Regions from separate parts of the Macaca mulatta genome. Here region 2 is linked to region 1. A link is a contact called in public Hi-C data. All regions are on one chromosome and are shown on one strand. The core of a region is the stretch at or near the end of the contact, and the rest is flanking DNA. Distances in the headings are between cores, read along the strand shown.

Region 1 (7,258 bases), core at 2,801-5,300:
TTTTTAAGAAGAGAAATCATATTACCAGAGCTATATCTAAGGAAAATGAATCAAACAGAAATGCTTAGGATGAACTATACTGGAAGTACCAGACAGGTAATAGTGGGAATAAAAAAAAAGGGATGGGTGCAAGTTTCTACAGGCAAAAGCAACAACACTTAGCATTTAGCACAGGGCCTGGAACATAGCAGGCACTTCAAAATATTTTCTATGTGGCTCCTGAATGACATGAGTAGACGAACGACCAAAATGATTTCAAGGTGTAGAGGCAGGATGACAAGGAGCTGAAAAGTGCCATTAACATTGCCAAAACAACAATAAAAAATCAAGATTCAGGTATGAAAGGGGAAGAAGACGAGACATGTAGTTTTGAACCTATGGGTTGGAAACGCTCATGGGCCACGGAAGTGAGAACTGTTAGGTGTTCGAAAATGTGATCTGGTGCTAATGAATGAATTTGGAAGGTTTGGGTATAAATGCTAGAATTATCTTTCAAAAAAATGGGTATGATTAGATAACTAAGGAAAATACTGTTTGAGGACAGTATAGAAGATGATGTCCAAGGACAGAAAATTAGTAACTGTCTACACTAGGGAGACAAAGATGAGTGAAACCATGAGAGCCAAGTATCATGAAAATTCAGGAGGGAGACTATATTAAGAAGGCGGCAGGCTTATGCCTGTAATCCGAACACTTCGGGAAGCTGAGATGGGAGGATCGCTTTAGACCAGGAATTTGAAGCTGAATGAGCTATGATTGCACCACTGCACTCTAACCTGGGTGACAGAGCGAGACTCTGCCTCTAAGTAAATACATTTAAAAAAGAAGGCAGCAGTCATTGGTACTATCAGATGAGGAAAATAGGTCAAGTAGAATGAAAAATGAGAAAAAGTCATCAGATTTAGTAATCAGAAAGGGGACAGATTTAGTAATCATTCCAAGTGCAATGGCTCATGCCTATAATCCCAGCACTTTCAGAGGCCAAAGTGGAAGGATTGCTTAAGCCCAGGAGTTCCCGACTAGCCTGGGCAAGAATGAGGCCCCATGTCTACATATAAAAATAAAAATTAAGTTAAAAAAAAAAGAGAGGGCCGGGCGCGGTGGCTCAAGCCTGTAATCCCAGTACTTTGGGAGGCCGAGGCGGGTGGATCACGAAGTCAGGAGATCGAGACCATCCTGGCTAACATGGTGAAACCCCGTCTCTACTAAAAATACAAAAAACTAGCCGGGCGTGGTGGCGGGCGCCTGTAGTCCCAGCTACTCAGGAGGCTGAGGCAGGAGAATGGCGTAAACCCGGGAGGCGGAGCTTGCAGTGAGCCGAGATCGCGCCACTGCACTCCAGCCTGGGTGACACAGCGAGACTCCCCGTCTCAAAAAAAAAAAAAAAAAAAAAAGAGAGGGAAGAGAGCAAAAATTTGGCAGGAAATAACAAACGAGTGGGTGGTGAGGAAGTGAATACAGCCCCTGCCTTGCCTTCCTCTCTTGAGAAATCTGATGGTGAGGGGATGGCAAGGGATGGAGCAGTAAGCAAATGGGCAAAAAATGAAATGTAAATGTACAACCTGGAATTGGCAACTCTGTGGCCTTCCTTATAGGGTTAGCAGTGCCAACAGTTTTCAAGAGGCAAGATACACATTTGTAGGGAATGAAGGAGCCAAGAGGACGAAAAAAGCTGCAGGTATACTCGTGGTAATTCAGCAAGATCTGATATGGGAAAGAAATGACATCTAACTTACAGTTGGATTTGGAAAGGAAAAGAGGCGCTCCTCCCGACCCAGAAAGGGAGGGAAAGTTGAAGTTATTTTGAAGTGAGGAGGGAGGATAAGGGTGTGACTGACAGCCTGTATTTTCTCAGAAAAGTAGGTGACCTACTTGTCCCTCCCCACCAGAGAATTAACTGTCACCTAGGTGAGGAGCCCCAAAAGCTAGACACTGGACTAACACAAACATGACTAGGTTTTTAAGTACTTATCTTATGGCAGATGTTTTTTTAAAATCTATAATAACCCTAACAGGTAGGTACTATTTTTCTTCCCATTTTAAAATCTTATGCTTCCCTTAAGAGGATATGAAACTTGCCCACAGCTAACAAGCATACATTTAAACCCAGATCCAACTGCATGGTTTTTTAAGTCTATTACATCTTATGTCAAGGGGATAGCAGAGGCCATGAACTGATGGGCTTATAAGTATGTGTATCTCACCTCTAGTACTGATCTTTGTAAAAAAACCAGATGAACAAAAAAATATGGTTTGTGCTTTCTGAATTTTATAATTAAGACTACATACATATGGGAGTAAAATACTGACAAGAAAGGAAACAGTAGAGAAAATACTTTGCAAATAAGAAATTGCCGTTCCTTTGATTTTTTTTGATTCATATGAACTTCTGTTACACAGACAATTGTTGTGGACACAATTCCCTTTGACCTATGAAAATTAGATTTGAACAAAGGTTCAGATTGGATTTAGATTAGGTCCTGCTCAGTGAAAATTATGAAAACACTGACACTACAGTAACTGATATGAAAGAATACAATAAATCCTCACTTAACATTGTCAATAGCTTCTTAGAAACTCGTTTTCAGTTAAACAATGTACAATGAAACCGATTTTTGTCATCAATATTATAATGAAATGAAGACAACATTGAATGAAATGTTTTTTTGTGGACCTGCTGTAAGTTGTTAGGCTAAAAATCATGGTTTCTAAGAACCTATCGTTAAGTGATGACCTACTGTACTCTATAACCATGCTGCTATTCTTTATTCCTGACATCTCATTAATTTTTTTTTTTTTTTTGAGATGGAGCCTTGCTCTGTCACCCAGGCTGGAGTGCAGTGGAACGATCTCTCAGCTCACTGCAGCCTTGACCTCCCAGGTTCAAGCGATTCTCTTGCCTTAGCCTCCCAAGCAGCTGGGACTACAGGTGTCTGCCACCACTCCCGGCTAATTTTTGTATTTTTAGTAGAGATGGGGTTTCACCATGTTGGCCAGGCTGCTCCTGACCTCAAGTGATCTGCCCATGTCTGCCTCCCAAAATGCTGGGATTACAGGCGTGAGCCCCAGGCCGACCTTTCTAATCTTAAAAAAAAAAAAAGAGAGATGGGGTCTCACTGTGTTCCCTAGGCTGGTCTCCTGGGCTCAAGCGATCCTCCCACCTTGGCCTCCCGAAGTGTTGGGATTACAGGCCTGAGCCAGCGCGCCCGGCATGCGGAGCATTTCCAGCCAAACACTGGGATAAACTGCAAGAAACGACCCTAAGAAGCAGGTGAATTGTCTCAGGAGCTCAAGCTTCCTTTGGAGAAGGACTCAACCAGCTGTGACTGGCTGTGAAGACAGAGGAAAAGGGCCTCTAGTTAAGGCATGTAGACAGCTTTTAAAAGTCAGAAGAAGCACGCCCGTAGTCCCAGCTACTCAGGAGGCTGAGGCGGGAGGATCACTTGAGCCTGGGGAGATAGACGTTGCAGAGCCGAGATCACACCACTGCAGTCCGGCCTGGATAGAGGTGAGACGCTCGCGGATCTTGGCTTGGGGTTGGCGGCTTTAGGAAGAAACTAACCTCGAGACCCTGAGGACCTGGCGACAGCCGTTACTCTGGCTGACAAATCATTGGACTTCCGGCGCACGCGCGGCGCGGCGCGGCAAGGCCAGCTTTCGATTTCCAGCCTTCCCCCGGCCCCTACCTTCCGCCCCACCTCCAGGCTAGTTCCTCCTCTTGGCCCCGCCCCCTGACCTTACTTCTCCCCACCCCTAGGCCCCGCCCCCTGATCCGCTCCTTCCCGCCGCCCCTCCCCCGTTCCATTTCATTGTTGGATTGTGGCGCCTCACTCCTGCTGGCGGCCGGCAGGGGGCGGAGTTCGAGCCTGGATTTTTTCCTCGGGGCGTCCCCCGGGAGGCCGTCCCGGCGTGGGGGAGGGGAGGGCGGGGCGGGAGGACGCGGTTCCGTCGGCTGCAGCGCTACTTTTGGTCCGGGGTCGGCAGGGAGGCCGCGGCTACCGCATCAGAGCTGACGTGGGGACTACGTGGGGCCGCTGCCGGCGCCGGGTTGCTGGGCGGCGGCGCCGCTGCTGAGCGGCGGTCGGGCTCGCCGTCTCCACCTCCTCGCGTCCGTAATCAGTGACGAGGTCCGCTACGTAAATCCCTTTGCGGCGGGTAAGTGGTGCGCCAGCCCCGGCCCCGAGACCCAGCAGCCGGCGACGCGGCGCAGGAGGCGGAGGTGGAGGCAGGAGGCGGAGCGGAGCCGGGGGCGGTGGAGCAGCGGAGGCCGAGCGGAGCCGTGGGTGGCGGGCCGGGACCCCGGAGCCGGGCGGAGGTTTGGCGGGGAAGCCGCGAGTTCACCTGACGCGGCCCCTCGCTTGGCGCCCCCGTGGCCGCTGCCTTCTCGGCCCACGCCCGCTTGGTCAGCTCAGCTGCCCCGGGACCCGCCTGCCTCCTCGCGAACTTGGGACGAGTTGGAAAATCCGCCCTGAGAGAGCCTTGCGGCTCAGGGGAGCGGTTTAACTCGGAAAAGGAAAAGGAAGCCAGAAGTAAGGACTTCGGATTTCAGTGCCCACAGCGCCTCTGCCCCACTTTGCGAGCTCAGTTCAAACTTCAGCGAACGCAGCCCGTTTTTCCCAAAACCCGGCCGGAGGGCCTCGTAGCTGAGTCATTCGGTCCCGGGCGCGGGCAATCTCAGGAGAGGGAAGGGCAGAGCCGCGACCGCTCTCGAATGGCGCATTTTCCCTTCTGTCTGAGTCTTACCTTTTTAGGGCCATCTGGTAAGGTTTCCAGAGCCTGCTGAATTTGGGGAATAAACACATTATTAAACATGCTTCTTTTTTTTTTTTTTTGAGACAGTTTTGCTCTGTTACCCAGGCTGGAATGCAGCGAGCGGCATGATCTCAGCTCACTGCAGCGTCTGCCTGCTGGGTTCGAGCGATTCTCTTGCTTCAGCCTTCCGAGTAGCTGGGATTACAGGCATGCGGCACCACGCCTGGCTAATTTTTGTATTTTTAGTAGAGCTGGGGCTTTTACCATGTTGGTCAGGCTGGTCTCGAACTCCTGACTTTCCACCCACCTCGGCCTCCCAAAGTGCTGGGATTACAGGCGTGAGCCACCGCGCCCAGCCTCAACATGTTTCTTAATCCTGTTGCGTTTTATTTGTATATCAGATACCTGAGTTTGAAATCACTTAGGGGTTTTCTGCATGCTGCTCAGTGAAGCAGCTGTCAGTTTGTAATCACATTTTAAGAAATTGTGACTTACAAGGCCAGTCTCAAAGTGTCATTGAAACTGAAAGAGCCCGTTTAACAGTGTGGTTTATGTACGCGACTCAGTTTTCTTTTCTATTTAATTTGCCGGGCGGATGAGAGTGCACCTTTCCCTTGACACAAAAACCTAGATTGAACAGTGAGAGGTCCGCTATGAACATTGTATCAGATTACATTAATAAACCACGCTGTTTTGTTTTGCTTTTGCTTTGAGCACCACGTTTTTTTCCTGGTTTTTTTTTTTTTTTTTTTTTTTTTTTTTTTTTTTTGAGACAGGGTCTATGCTCTGGCGCCCAGGCTGGAGTGCAGTGGCACGATCTCGGCTCACTGCAAGCTCCGCATCCTGGGTTCATGCCATTCTCCTGCCTCAGCCTCCCGAGTAGCTGAGACTACAGGCGCCCGCCACCACGCCTGGCTAATGTTTTGTATTTTTAGTAGGGACGGGATTTCACTGTGTTAGCCAGGATGGTCTCGATCTCCTGACCTAGTGATCCGCCCGCTTCGGCCTCACAAAGTGCTGGGATTACAGGCGTGAGCCATCGCACCCTGCCTTTTTTTCTTAGTCTTGATTCTGTTTTTGGATAACAAACTTTCCCTTCCTAAGTCATAGTAGTCTTAAAGTCTTTCAATCTAAAGTAATTTTTTTCCCAAAGGAAGGCTTGCACGCAATATGTTTGGCCAATAAATGCTAAGTATTAAAACTGATGTTTAAAGAACTATGTATTGATCCCGACACAACTTTAACAAATATATTAAAATGGTTTTGATCCTGAATGAGTAAACACTTAAAGCATCGTCAGTATACACACGACTTTGGCGAATCTGTAAATAGATGAATATAACACATACTTTCCCAGTGAGTTGGTGATGGATGTGGAATCATTTTGGTGAGTGTGAAGTTGTAATTACGGTGATGTTTGTGTACATATTTTGGTGACAGTATATGAATAAATTTTTATTTAATGCGTAAATACAGAGGACATTTTTATTTTTAGTCTTTTTGTTTTTGCATTGTCCGTGAAAGTTAATGAAATTTACTCCTACTTTCTGAATTTTAAACTCTCGAATCCATAGTTAATAGGCTGTATTCCAGTTTCATGCTCAGGTGAGTCACTGCGTAATCAAAATACAAAATCTTGCTTAGGGTTATGACCATTTCATGAATAGTAGGGAAAAGTTTTGCATTATTAACGTACATAAGGAATCCTGACTGAATCTTTACCAATATAGAGATATGTTTCTGAAGTTGTATTTTCTCCCAAGTTGTATTCCCTGCAAATTAAGTATTGGGTCAGAAGATTGAGCTAGGTTTATTGTTGAAGTGGATAGTCCTACTGAAGAGCTCTCAAATGTCCTGTTCCTTTTAGACAGACTTCTTAAAACTGAGCAGTGCAAGTAATAGCTGAACCACTGAGAGACGCTATTTTTTAGAGCAGTTTTAGAACCAGTATTTTTATATTTCCTTATCAACATTGATAAGGAAATAAGCCTGAAATGCCGAATTTTATTGTTTCTACTTAAGTAAACTGATGGATTCCGTATGTAAAAGTCAGCTTTGAAAAGAATTATTATTGTACATTGAATACAGTTTTGATATCATCAACACAGGAACTTAAAAAAATACCCATTTTAGGCTGGGTGTGGAGGCTCATGCCTGTAATCCCAGCATTTTGGGAGGCTGAGGCAGGCGGATCACCTGAGGTCGGGAGTTCAAGACCAGCCTAACCAACATGGAGAAACCCTGTCTCTATTAAAAATACAAAATTAGCTGGGCATGGTGGCCCATGCCTGTAATTCCAGCTACTCAGCAGGCTGAGGCTGGCAAGGCTGGAGAATCGCTTGAACCCAGAAGGCAGAAGGTGCAGTGAGGCGAGATCAAGCCATTGCACTCCAGCCTGGGCAACAGGAGCGAAACTCTGTCTCAGAAACAAAACAAACAAACAAAAAACCACCCATTTTAGGAAAGATGTATCTCATTACGCAATAGGTAGAAATGAACATTTTAA
Region 2 (6,389 bases), core at 829-3,328, 89 kb after region 1:
CTGGAGCTGTCTGGCTGGTGGCCCCCTATTTTGCCATTTAGCGAACAACCACAGAAATTTTAAAAACAAAAGCATCCCAAGATTTTTTCATTTCAAAAAGCCTCAAAGTCCACATTAGATCAGATATCCTGCTGTCGGCACATTCAGCTGAGGTTCATTACAGTCGAAGCCGCAGTGTGATCTACGTTTCATCTTGTTTTAATAATAAAAAGCTTCAGGAAACAAGCCCAAAGCCCTCACCACAGGATGCTCTGTTCCCTCTCATTCCCTGACATTTCTTGATTGTCTGCTGCGTGCTGGACTCTGCTGTGTTTCCTACTGTGACTTCTGCTTTAAGGATGTCCCCGCCCCACCCCCCAGTTTCAAGGGTAGATCTGGTCAGTGTGGTGGGAGATAGAAAATTGGGAGGTGGTTTGTGGAGCATCCAGCTGCTGCTTCTCCTGTACCACTGGAATTCTTTCCCTTATCTGTCACTCCCAGCAAGTAGGGCATGTCATTGTTGGCTTTCTTTAAAAATATGTATTCTCCCTTCAGAGTCGGAGCTCTGAATTTTCTTTCTTTCTTTTCTTTCTTTCTTTCTTTCTTTCTTTCTTTCTTTCTTTCTTTCTTTCTTTCTTTCTTTCTTTTCTTTCTTTTCTTTCTTTTCTTTCTTTTCTTTCTTTCTTTCTTTTTTAAGACAGAGTCTTGCTTTGTCGCCCAGGCTGGAGTGCAGTGGCGTGATCTCAACTCACCACAACCTCCACCTCCCGAATTCAAACAATTCTCCTGCCTCAGCCTCCCAAGTAGCTGAGATTACAGGCATGCGCCACTACACCCAGCTAATTTTTCTATTTTTAGTAGAGATGAGATTTCACCACGATGGCCAGGCTGGGTTCAAACTCCTGGCCTCAAGTGATCCACCTGCCTTGGCCTCCCAAAGTGCTGGAATTACAGATGTGAGCCACTGCACCCGGCCTGAATTTCTTTTATCTCAGTTTTTGTCTTCTCTTCTACAGAGAAGATGAGGAAAGAAGACAAGGAAGAAAAAGGAAAGGAAAACTCCAGGTTTCAGATGCAGGACAGTAGGGCCTTGTACTCACTCATCTGCCCAGTCAGTCGCTGTACATCAACGGTGTGGCTGGGGTGGATGGACACACAGAGGGGACACGAGGATCAGCAGGCAAGATGTACAAAGTTGGAGATGATGCACGCTACATGTTAGAATTCTAGAAAGATGCAGCTGGGGGTTAAATAGGAGACTTCATGTGGTAAGTGGATTTTGAACTGGGCCTTGAAGTGATTGACAGTGCTGGGGCATGGGGTTGGTACTTAGGGAATACAGAGCACACACACTGCTCCAAGGGGCTTGGGTCTGGAGGACGAGGGAAGCCAAGTTAGTTCTCACCCAAGAGGTAGTTTCATTTGAAAATTGGGGAAGACAGAATGAATGTGTGCGCGTGCATGTGTGTACTCCAGTCTGTAAAAGAGGTTATATTATTTCAGAGGAAAGGGACTCTATCCAATTTCTTGGGACCACCAGCAACAGAAGTCCCCCTTCCCAAACCCAGTGGTTTAAGCAATAAGGAAATATACTACCTTGCAAAACAAGAAGTCCAGTGGTAAGAAATTCCAGGCTTGCTAATTTGGTGATAACAATGTCATCACGACCAGACCCTGCCTCCTCATTCTTTTCCCTCTACCTGCTGGTACCCCTGACCTAATACTGCTGCCACAGTCCCAGGCATCAGAAATGGGAAAGACAACACCCTTTTTGGAGAGTACTTTTTTTTTGGTTGTTTTTTTTGTTGTTTTTTTGAGACTGAGTCTCACTCTGTCACCCAGGCTGGAGTGCAATGGTGTGATGTCGGCTCGCTGCAACCTCCACCTCCCAGCCCAAAGACTGGGCTGAAAGGCACTGGGTTGCTCATGATGATTCCGCCCCTAGGGTTGGGGAGCTTCCAGGCTCTGGGGAAGCATATGGCCATCAATGTCGAATAAAACTGGGCTTCTGGAAGAATGGCGTGTAGACACTGGGGACGTCTGGCGCTGGGACTGAGTGAGCGCTTACCCTGTTCAAGAAGTGAGGAACAGCTTGTGAGAGGCTGGGGCTTGAGCCACGCTCCCAGACATGCACGGGAACTCTTATTCTTGTTCATGAAATGTATCCCTGAAACCAAGCTTCTGCTACCAAAATAGCACCATTTGACAGCAGTGCTTTCAGCCTTACAGCAGATACTGCCTACGACCTCTCCCTCAACAGAACCAGCAGTAGGGGAAGCTTTGCAGGGGGGAACGTTGCACATCTCACACACCCGTGCGTGCGGGATCCACAGCGCTCCCCACACCCTTGCACTCGGGATCCAGAGTTCTCACTGTGTGTGTCTTTCTTTGAATCCTAAAAGTTTCAGAATCTGGACTGCTGGGTATAGAAATTACTGCTCCAGGTTTAGGGGACTGCATACCTTCTCTGTCCTATCTAACTAGGTACTTCATAACGCTAAGTCATGTGAGATGGGAACATTAAGGAAATGAACTCCTTCTAGTATTTAAACATGTGTGACCATGAGGCATGCCTGAAACTGAGAACATGGACATCAGCAACATACTGTGCATGAATGGCGGCTATTTCAGTGCCAGATGCCTCATTCCTTGTTCAACCACACTTCTCAGTTTTCTTCATATATGTTTATGTCCAAAACATGCTGTTTCCCATGTGCCTAACAGTACAACTTTAAAAAATATGATTTGTGAAACCAACTTGATTGTTCTAGTCTACACCAAAAATAATTAGCCCGCTTTGACGTGTGAGGCAGGCAGAGCTGTTGCCAGTTGGCTGGCCATAATGCAGTGACTCCTATGGTAGTATACCGTGGTTCTCAGAAGCTCAGATGTGTCAGGCTGGAGTGCAGTGGCATGATCTTGGCTCACTGCAATCTCTGCCCCCTGGGTGCAAGTGATTCTCCTGCCTCAGCCTCCCGAGTAGCTGGGATTACAGGTGTGCGCCGCCATGCCCATCTAATTTTTGTATTTTTAGTAGAAACAGGGTTTTGCCATGTTGGCCAGGCTGGTCTGGAACTCCTGACCTCAGATGATCCACCCGCCTTGGCCTCCCAAAGTGCTGGGATTACAGGCGTGAGCAACCGTGCCTGGCCATGCTTCACCTTTTCTAAGAGCATTTTAAAGACATAGACTTGATTCTGAACTACTCAAGCATGGTATATTTTAATCTTTATGGTTTGTGGGCAGGTTTTTCTATATAAATCCATTTTCTTGGCTGGGCATGGTGGCACACGCCTATAATCCCAGCACCTTAGGAGACTAGGGCAGGAGGATTGCCTGAAGCTAGGAATTAAAGACCAGCCTGGACAACATGGTGGGACTCTGTCTCCACAAAAAACAAACAAACAAAACATTAAGCAAATTAGTTGGGCATGGTGGTGTGCACCTATAGTCCCAGCTATAATATATACATGATTCATTGATCATGTTGCCTATATCCTTAAATTGTCCCATCTTCAGGGCTATGTGATGCGGAGTTTCCAGAAAGCGACATGGGAGTCAGCATGTTCATTTACTCCTTCAAGTCAACAAGTGAGGCTGCCTTTGTAAGAAGTCCGGAAGGAGAGAGGGCAGCTTTGGGACCTAGGGCTGTGGCAACCCTGACATTACCAGCACCGTCCTGGGCTTGCTTTCTTCCAGCTGGGTATGTAGCTCCATGGATGCTACAGCCACGCAGTCATGGCAGTCAAGAATAACAGCTACTGTGTACAGAGTGCTCACCCTGCGCCTAGGGGCTTCCACATTTTATTCTCCTAACAGCTCTCATTTTGCAGATGAAGAAGCAAGGCTGGAGAAATTCAGTAGCTTGCCAAAGGTCACATGGCTCAGGACCAAGCGCAGAACCAGGACAGGGAGCCTCTGCCCTGGTGGCTCTCACCCAGTCTGGACCCAAAGGCAGGAAAGTGATAAGAAACACTTGCTGGCAATGACTCAAGCAGGTGGTGGCTGCGGAGAGAGCTCTGTGGTTCTGAGTGGCTGTGTGTGGGAACACCCAGACCTTCCTGTTCAAATGCACAAAAGCACATTTTCACTTCTCTCTGGTTTTTCAAATCCCTGATGCTGATCAGGAAAAAAATGACTTTACAGTTTAAGGACTAAGGTCTGGCTAGCTATTGGAACAGCAAAGTCACAGTTACGCTTATTGAAATAGAATCACAGCTAAAAGAGGTCTCGCCGGTGTAATTTTTTTATTTTTATTTATTTATTTTTTTGAGACAGGGTCTCACACTGTGTCACCCAGGCTGAAGTGCAGTGGTACGATCTTGGCTCACTGCAACCTCCGCCTCCCAGGCTCAAGCGATTCTCCCACCTCAGCCTCCCCAGGAGCTAGAACTACAGGCACGAGCCACTACGCTCGGCTAATTTTTGTGTTTTTTGTAGAGACGGGGTTTCGCCGTGTTGCCCGGGCTGTTCTTTAACTCCTAGGCTCAAGTAATCCACCTGCCTCGGCCTCCCAAAGTGCTGGGGTTACAGGCATGAATCACTGAGCCTGACCAACAGGTGTAATTTACTCCTTTCATTTTATAGACAAGAAAACCAAATTTCAGGCTGATTTACTTAAATATTGCCAGCTATTGACAATAGACTAGAAATACTCAGATCTCTGAACTAGTGTGATAATCTTTATATTACTGTGATGCCTCTATTTTTCTATAAACTGGATTTTCAGCCAGCTTTTGTGCAGCATAGCTTTCTGAGGAAGGATTTGTCCCTGTGGTTTGAATGGACGGAAGCTGGAAGGAAAAACCCCATCACTTACTATGCAAAAGTCCAGCTGGTCTCTGTGACAGCTGCAGGACACAGGGACTCTGCCAGATCTATCTCAGCCACCTCACTTTATGAAGGATGCTTGACTTGTGGTTCAGTCATTTTCTAGGACAAATGGCTGTTAACAAGGTATATGAGAGCTCTTGCTTTCAACGTTCGTGGAGCTCTCAGAAGCGCTAACTTACATCAGACCAGTGTCAGGCTTGACTTAGGAACGAACTTTTAAATTCTTACCTTTTAAAACACAGTTCACGATTGACACACTCTTTTTTTTCTTTCTTTTTTTCTTTTTTGAGACAGAATCTCACTGTGTCGCCCAGGCTGGAGTGCAGTAGTGCAATCTCAGCTCACTGCAACCTTTGCCTCTTGCGTTCAAGTGATCCTGCTGCCTCAGCCTCACGAGTAGCTGGGACTACAGGCGCACACCACCACACCCAGCTAATTTTTGTATTTTTAGTAGAGATGGGGTTTCACCATATTGTCCAGGCTGGTCTCGAACTCCTGACCTCAGGTGATGCACCCGCCTTGGCCTCCCAAAGTGCTGGGATTACAGACATGAGCCACTGCGCCCAGCCACTACTGATAGACTTTTGAGGAGGTAAGAAGCCCAAATAAGGGGGCTGTGGATGAAAGTGGGCTGTCCCGGGAGAGGATAGCATGAGTGTGCCCATCTGCGTCTTCTGTTTTGTGTCCCATACCTCTGGAATTTTCATTCAGTAGGTCTGGGTATTTGTATTTTTAACCAGTTCCTTGCATGTTTGTTTGTTTGTTTGTTTTTGAGACAGGGTCTTGCTCTGTTGCCGAGGCTGGAGTGCAGCGACACAATCACAGATCACCTCAGCCTCCACCTCCTGGGCTGAAGCAATCCTCCTGCCTCAGCCCCCGGAATAGCTGGGACCACAGGCATGTGCCACCACCACGCCAGGCTCAAGTTCCTGGCATGTTTCTGAAGCACTCTAGTGTTGGAGGACACTGAACTGTATGATCTGGGGTTGGGCCTAATTTTCCTTTAAGTTATGTGTGCTCTTACCCAGCATTTGCCCAGCACAAAGACTGTTTAATGTCACAGCCACAGCGCCACCTAGTGTATGTGTGACTTCCAAGCGGCTTATTTTCTTGGAAACAGTCCATGAACATTTCAAAACTCAATGGGTGGTATTTCTTTTCTGCAAGGGACTCTCCAAGTGTATGCCAAGCCCTATGGGGCAAGGGAGTAAGGGCAGTTTTTTCTGATCTAATTTGGTAAATTATATTCAGAGTAACTCTGGGGAGTCTTGGGTTAACTGTGGGGAAGGGGCAATAATTTGACAAGGTTTGGGAATCTAACTTAAAGATTTTTCTCTAAGAGTACACAGTTACTTGCAAATAGACTGAATTATTTGACATAAGAACTTTAGACATTACTTCCAGGCCACAAAGTTTTCGCAAGTGAGTGACTTTAAAATGAATCCATCTTTTCTCAGTAAAATTACCAGTTTTGCTTTAACTGCATATGATGGTTACTTTAGGTGGTTAGAACGTAGTGGAAAATGAGGCCAGGCGCGGTGGCTTACATCTATAATCCCAGCACTTTGGGAGGCCGA

The links. A called contact is a pair of places that touch in the nucleus more often than the background predicts.
Region 2: a contact with region 1 is called in a Hi-C map of fetal cortical plate, with 2.1 times the contacts expected there. The contact joins the enhancer-like site here to the promoter of CREM in region 1. A contact is called at or near these places in 6 of 14 Hi-C or Micro-C datasets (CD4 T cells, blood, cortical neurons and 3 more).

Annotation. Positions count from the first base shown.
Region 1 is chr9:36,531,952-36,539,209 of T2T-MMU8v2.0, forward strand. CREM (cAMP responsive element modulator) reads left to right here and starts at 4,051. Exons shown (of 4, transcript XM_077946243.1): 1 at 4,051-4,155.
Region 2 is chr9:36,623,198-36,629,586 of T2T-MMU8v2.0, forward strand. No RefSeq gene overlaps it. Among named protein-coding and RNA genes, the nearest start is that of CREM, 90 kb to the left of the region's middle. Within about 2 kb of position 2,079, at least 8 of the 40 cell types and tissues checked have an H3K27ac peak or open chromatin away from gene starts, as enhancers often do. A contact at or near this core is called in cortical neurons and fetal cortical plate, where this site is marked.